Regions from separate parts of the Callithrix jacchus genome. Here region 2 is linked to region 1. Evidence: chromatin contacts called from public Hi-C data. All regions are on one chromosome and are shown on one strand. The core of a region is the stretch at or near the end of the contact, and the rest is flanking DNA. Distances in the headings are between cores, read along the strand shown. Region 1 holds the start of SIK2 (salt inducible kinase 2). Region 2 holds the start of PPP2R1B (protein phosphatase 2 scaffold subunit Abeta).

Evidence for each region. Hi-C and Micro-C count contacts between places; a contact is called where the count stands out from the background.
Region 2: a contact with region 1 is called in a Hi-C map of skeletal muscle, with 5 times the contacts expected there. The contact joins the promoter of PPP2R1B here to the promoter of SIK2 in region 1. A contact is called at or near these places in 3 of 3 Hi-C or Micro-C datasets (induced pluripotent stem cells and skeletal muscle).

What each region holds. Positions count from the first base shown.
Region 1 is chr10:11,304,123-11,307,722 of calJac240_pri, reverse strand. It overlaps SIK2 (salt inducible kinase 2), which reads right to left and starts at 1,758. Exons shown (of 15, transcript XM_035264495.3): 1 at 1,480-1,758. The coding sequence starts at 1,614.
Region 2 is chr10:11,468,393-11,471,992 of calJac240_pri, reverse strand. PPP2R1B (protein phosphatase 2 scaffold subunit Abeta) reads left to right here and starts at 1,714. Exons shown (of 15, transcript XM_035264496.3): 1 at 1,714-1,848; 2 at 2,674-2,764; 3 at 3,160-3,260. The coding sequence starts at 1,735.

The DNA.
Region 1 (3,600 bases), core at 509-3,008:
AACTATGATAAGATTTATCAATATCACTATAGTCAAGTTACCATTATCATTACAAAGAATCTAAATTGCTAACAGGTAAATCTGTGAGAAGAAAATATCTGACCTTGGTCCTGATTCTAAAAGATAAGTCAGATTTGGACTGCTTCAGGATCAGCAGAGGAAGACAAAAAGTAAAGAAGACAGAATGACATATACCCCTTCCTTCTGGAAATGGCATTAAGCAAGACTTCTGAGTACAACTACAACTATAAAAATTACTCAGGTTTGCAAGTGCCCTTCGCCTTATATAAGTCATTCTGAAAAAAAGTCCTACTTTACTCTACATTCAAACTCTAGTACATTCAACCTAATAAGGGAAAGAGCAGAATAGGACCAAAACTGGGGTGGAAAAAAAAAACAAAACAGGAAAAGGATGAAACTCCAGGAGGAACTACAATAAGGCAGAGTAGAGTACGTCAAAACGACTAGGTTTATTCTAAAGAATGGTTTTGTTTCCACTGTTCTTCTAAGGTATTTAATTTGCACGTCTTAAAATAGAGACCCTGAGGAGAGCAGCTTGAGGCAGTGGAAGGAAGGGGGGCGGGTTAGGTAAGAACAGAGACTTGTGAGAGAATATGTGCGGTGCATTAGAATGTGCAATGAAGAGAGTGCAGGATTCACCGTCAGGAAGCAGCTGAGGGCTTTATGAGTAGAGGCAGCATCTGATGTGGTTTAAAGAATGCGTATTACAGCCAGAATGCACACCTGGTACAGGGACAACCCTAGACAGGAAAAATCAACCCACTTTCTGTGCAAGTGCAGAGATGACCATTTTAACCAGTTCTATTGTCTGGAGCATTAAATGGAAATGCCCCAGGCAAGAGATCAAGCTAGCCAGACACCAAATCAGAGACACCGTGGGGCAAAAGGAAGGAGAGAAGATGGACAGTGGCCGCGCGGACATTCCCAGCCACGGGGCCCTTCCTCGCCAGGCAGGGGAGGGGCGCCGGGGTCACGGGGGCCGCACGATCCCCCATCTGCGGAGCCCAAGCACAGGCGGTCCCCTCCTCGGGCCGGCGACGTCTCTCACGGCGCAGCCTGGGAACACCGAGACTTCCCCTCCCACCCCACCCCCAGCCGAAAGCAGGGAAGACGCGGAACTTGGGCTCCGGAGCGGAGGCCACAGACCAGGTCACGGCCCGACTGGGGGCTCTGGGCGAAATTCCGGGTGGCCACCGCGGGCGGCGTAGGGAAAAGCAAAGCCCTGGCTGATCGCGCTTCCAGTGGAGACACTGGGGTCCGGGTGCCCGGGCCCAATCCCTTCGCTGCTCACCGACCCCCTGCACCTCCTGGGTCCTCACAGTCCCAGGCCCACTCGCCTCCGTCAGTGGCGCGGCCTCTCGGGTCTCCCCGGTCCCACCACTGCGGCCGCCCCTCTCTGTAAGCAGCTCCTCTCCCGAACCCTCGCCTCCGACGCTCCCGCCGAGCCCCGGGCCGCACCTCCGTCTTGGTGATCCGGTGCCGCGCCAGCTTCACCACAGCGAAGTTGCCCTTGCCCAGCGTGCCCTCGATGTCGTAGAACCCCACCCGGACCGGCCCGCGCTGCAAGTGCCTCGGGCCATCCGCCATGACCATGCTGGGCCCCGCTGCTAGACACGGCGGACAGGAGCGCGGGCGGGCGGGCGGGAGGGCTGGCAGCGCTTCTCGGCTGGGGCGACGGCCGCTCCGCTTGCTCCTTCGCTCCTTCCCTCCCGCTCCGCAGGGCCCAGCCAGGCGCGCGCCGCCGCTGACGTGCGCCGACGTCAGGGGGCCGGGGAAGGGGGACGGGGGCGGGCCCGGGCCTGGATTGGTCACCATGGCGACCAGAGCACCGCCGTGGTCGGCGACGGGATGGGGAGAGTGGGGGGAGGCGCGCGGGGAGGGGCGCGGGCCGGACCGGCGCACTCCTTCCGGGCTCAGACGCCCTCCTCTCGCCTCTCCGCCTCGCCGCTGCCAGGGGCGGGGTCGCCGCCCGGCCCGCTCCATTCCTCGGCCTTCCAGGCGAAGGGCAAGAGCGAGCCCTGGCGGACCGTGCAGAGCGGTGCAGAGACCTGGATGCGGCCTGAGGTCTCCTTCCCCATCCCGGCGTTCTCTGCCCACCCGGGGACCTTCCCGCCAAAACCTCTCACCTACAAGGACAGCCAGCCCTAAATTTGGCACCGGCAAAGAACTGTGGCTGAGCAATGCGTTGCTCACAGGCTGTTTCCTTTGTATCCTTTTCTCATCTCGCTTCTATCTATAATAAACCCCTCCACGCTTTGATGTCTCCTAGGAGTCATTCTGACAGCAGTACGGTCGCTTATAGACTCACTATATATGTCAGCGCTGAAGAGACCTTGGAGATCACTCAATCCAGAGATTTGGAGCCTCAAATGAGCTTCCAAGTCTGGAACTCCCTACAGCACAGGCCAGTTTTTGCTTATGTGAGCATGTCTCTGCAGAGATGGACTCGTAGCTTCTATCAGATTCCCAAACGTGTTGGTGACCCTGAAAAGGTTAAGAAATATTTCTGTAATCCAATTTTTTTTTTCTCCAGAGGACGAAGCAGACCGCAAGGAATAAAGGGAATTGCCAAGGTCACACAGCGAATGCTAGAGGCAGAATTATAAATCACACCACGCTTCCAAATATGACCCAAGGAAACAGGGACAGTGACACTTTAATATTTTGAAATATATTATGTGCCTTCATATCTTGGTTTCTAAATACCATTCTTCACATAAAGGAGTCAGACTCCGTGGCGAGAAGGCTGATTCGAGGGCAGAGACAGGGAAAATACAAAATGCCCTTGAAAGACCCTGTGCCTTAAAGCAGGGAGGTTTCTTTGCTATGTCGAGGAAGAGATGTCAAAAGAAAGGAGATGTCTTGAAGGTGCCCACCCTTACCAAATCTGAGACAATTTGAGAACCAAGAATAAATAATGATAGAAATGGATTCTAACACATTGAATTTTTTAAAAGAATCCATAGAACCTATTTGCTTTTAAACTTTCAAATAAGTAAATAAAGGGGGGAGAAGTGAAATGACGGTGGAATGCCAACTAATATATGTTAGAAGAAATGACAGCAAATCGTTTGGCAACCATTACAGTAATAATGGAATCAGACATGAATTATCGATAGGTGTTAAAATCATTGAGTGAAATTTGGCTGGGGAACAAGATATTTGCATGGTCTTTGGATTTCTTATTCATGATAAAGGGTTAACAAAGGTACCTTTACAGGGGAAAAATCTGACACCATTCTAACCAAATGATCAAAATTAATGTCACCAATTATGTGATAAAATGATGTGAGGCACTGAGGTTACAATATCTCTTATGTAGTATTCCTGTCAAAAATGCATATTATGATCTAGAACCAATCAGAAAGATGCAAACTGAGAAACATTCTACCCAACAACTGACCTGTATCCTTAAAAAACATCAATGTTTTTAATCCCAGCACTTTGGGAGGCTGAGGTGGGCAGATCACCTGAAGTCAGGAGTTTGAGACCAGCTTGGCCAACATAACAAAACCCTGTCTTTACAAAAAAAAAAAAATCAATGTCATGAAAACCAAAGAGAGGCTGAGGAACCATTCT
Region 2 (3,600 bases), core at 465-2,964, 160 kb before region 1:
GGCTATCATATTGTGCATGAAAGTATCATTCTCATTTTAAAACCACCTCTGTTCTTTTCTCGATATCCCAGAACAATAAAAGCAGCACTAAAACACACATGTAAATGTAGGCGCTGAAACTGTGTGGTAATACTGAGTTGTAAGGTGGTCACCCAAATAATTCAGAATATGCTTATGCAAATCTAAAAAATATGAAAATGAAAATAAAATTAAAACCCTAAAGAATACATTCACAGACCTAATTTGAGAAAAACTGTTCAGGTCTGCTAGTTCCCAAACTTTCATTACTACCAAAGGCTTTATCTGTTGTGCTTACTTCCAAGAACCCCATTTATTTATTTATTTATTTATTTACTTACTTACTTATTTATTTTTGAGACCAGGTCTCATTCTGCTGCCGAGACTGGAGTACAGTGGCACGATCTTGGCTCACTGCAACCTCTGCCTCCCCGGCTCAAGCAGTTCTCACTCATGTTAGCCTCCTGAGTAGCTGGGACTACAGGCGGCCATCACCAGCCCAGCCAATTTTTGTTTTTTTAGTATAGATGGGGGTTTCACCAAGTTGGCCAGGCTGGTCTTGAACTCCTGGCCTCAAGTGATCCACTCGCCTCAGCCTCAGAGCCCCATGTTTTAAAAAAGTTTGCCTCCTACACACTGCATTAATAGTTTTAATTTTATTAATCAGGCACATAGAATTACCATTTCAGAACTTGCGATCACCATATGTAGTTATCACTCCAAGCTGCTTAAATTCCAGTCTAAAACAAACAAAAAGGACATTCTAGTTATTCTGTGCTGCCCTGACACGGGTAGGTGAAAACTTGCCATTCAGTTTTGTAAGAAGGAGCTCCCAGATCTCCACTTCTTCCCCTTGCTGCCTCTGAGGACTCTTGGGGGTTTAGGGAGGCCAGTCTGGGTTTTCTTATTCAAGCAAAGTAGCCACCCCACCCAGTTTGGAAGGATTAAAGCTTGTCCTAGTTTTGCTTCATTGTTGTACTTCTAGCATGCTAAAGAGCTGAAAAATGGGAGGAAGAAAATACAACAGAAGGCACCATTCCAGTACCAAACTGAAAAGAAACACAAAAACAAGAGAGCAGCATGTTTTTAACAGCTTGCGTGGAAAAAATATTGACTGGGGAGTTTGGACAGCACTGTTCATTTTCTCTCACCGCCCGCGTTATTTGTCTTATGGAGCAGGAGCCAGATACCATTCTGGAGAACAGGCCGAGGGAAGAGGTGGAGGGGTTCTGTGGAAGCTTGAGGCTGAGCTGAGTAATTAGGGCTGGAGATCCTGTGGCTCAGTGCCAGGATGCAGTCAGGGGAGGTGCTAAAGCCTTCTTCCTCCTGGCCTCGGGCACTCTCTTTGGTCCGCCTGAGTCTTAAGAGGGCACAGCGCGGATCACCCAGGTAGGTCCCTGGCCCCTTCAGACGAGCCGGATGAATCACTGTCCCTGTTTCTTTCGGCTAGGGAAAGGACGCAGGGGTTCCATTCGCTTTCTCAGTCCACCCATCTTCTTGAGTTCAGACCTACAACTCCTGCATTGGGGGTCGGAAGGGAGCCTTAATCATCGGGACAGAAACTCAGCTCCTCAACCTCGGCTCAACTCGCGTGGCAGCTTTAGTCCCTCCTGCCAGGGCGCGGGGCGGGGCCTGGGAGCGGGGCGGGGGCTGGGCGCGGGGCGGGGCCTGGGCGCGGGGCGGGAGGCGGTGACCAGCAGTAGGAGGAGAAAGAACATGGCGGGCGCAGCGGGGCCCGGGACCTGCCCGGGAGCAGCCGGCGGAGGTGGAGACGATTCGCTATACCCTGTCGCGGTTTTAATCGACGAGCTCCGCAATGAAGACGTGCAGGTACTGGACTGAGCCCGGGGAGCCGAGGTGGGCCCGGTCGGTCGCGTGGTAGAGAAGGGGGAAGGCCTGTGCCGCGGTGGCTATGGCCGGGGGACTGATTGAACCGGACTCAGCAGAAACTTGGAAGGGCAGGCGAGGAAAGATCCGCGAGGGGACGTGGTGGCACGCCCCGACTCTCCCGGTGACCGCTCCAGTACCCCTGCTTCGGACCCCCTGAGGCGTCCGCCCGGAGCCTGGCCTTTCCAGGGCGGTTGTCCGGGAACCCGCTTCCCGCCTGGGCCGCCCCGCTTCGGGCTGTGAGGCAGCTGGAGGAGCGCGGTGCGGGGCCGAGACCGGGCTGGAGCGACTGAGGGCGCAGGATGCGCAGAAGCCCTTTGAAGTGTCCCGGAATCCCTTCGTCTCGGCCTAGAACTGGCTCGGCTTGTTGGGTAGAAAGAGGAGGTGGGATTGCCGATCAACCTGGACGTGTCGTATCAGCTTTACGGGAACTTTTCTTTGAAACGACAGGCGTTGTATTCGACCGTTTCACCTGCTTCACCACTGCCAAAGTGCCCTCTTTTAAAAATTATCTTACTTCCTGGGTGTTGTATTATCTTTCATTCATTTCTCTTCCGGGGCCTTCTGAGTGTTTCTCCTAGGAAATCTTCCGCTGGCTAGTGAGACCGAGTTACATTCCTCTTGGAAGTCCCTTAACAGTGAAATGTAAATGAAATGTTAGTTATCCTCATTCTTACCCGTGTCATTGTTTCACCTGTTAGCACCTTTTGTCTTTTGATCTAAATTTAACCGTTTCTTTACATTGATTTTCTTTCTCCTTTTCTGAAGCTCCGACTCAACAGTATTAAGAAGTTATCAACAATTGCCCTAGCACTTGGAGTAGAAAGGACACGAAGTGAATTGCTGCCATTCCTTACAGGTATGTGAACCTTTGTTTAAAGAAAGGCAGGGACATTCCATTTTCCAGTAGCTTTCAACACTGACTTTTTTAGTTTGTTACCCACATTAAAATGAGCCGGGTGGTTTATGTGCAAAAGAAACAGAACAGAGTATATTGTTACTTGTGGCTAGATATATTCAAACAATAACCATTTAGCTATTGGGAAAGTAATTGCTATGAGAATATGAATTTCCAATTTGTTGTGCAAAACAGATCTAGGAAGAGAGTTGATTGAGGAGAAGGAAGAAAATGCTGTTAGGATTTTGACTGGGCCACCTTACTGGTTGCATAGTGAATCTGGTCCTAGTTTTGCGTCAGTGTACGGCTGCTGTGGGAGAGCTGTGTTGATGAGTCCCTGTTGTTGTCACTTCCAGATACAATTTATGATGAAGATGAGGTACTATTAGCTCTTGCTGAGCAGCTGGGAAATTTCACCGGCCTAGTGGGAGGTCCTGACTTTGCCCACTGTCTGCTGGTGAGTATACTGCTGCTTACCCTCCTTCCAGAACTTTTGCAGTATAAATGATACATTGTTTCGTGACAGGCATACTGCAGCATTTTTTATACAGATCTTTTATGGGCAGATTATCATAATGTTAGTCACTGAGAGAATAAATAATGTAAGCATTTTGGACTCAACCCATTCTTTTTTTTTTTTTCTATGAATAAGATAACTTTGTCCTTCTGTGTCTGTATACGTATTAGTTTAGATGTAGGGAGAAAAAGGATTTGATTGTTTTTATGGTTCCCCTCCCCCCAGGTTGAAAGTCTTAATTCTCATCTAGTGGCATTTTGTCTTTCTCAGTATAACTTTT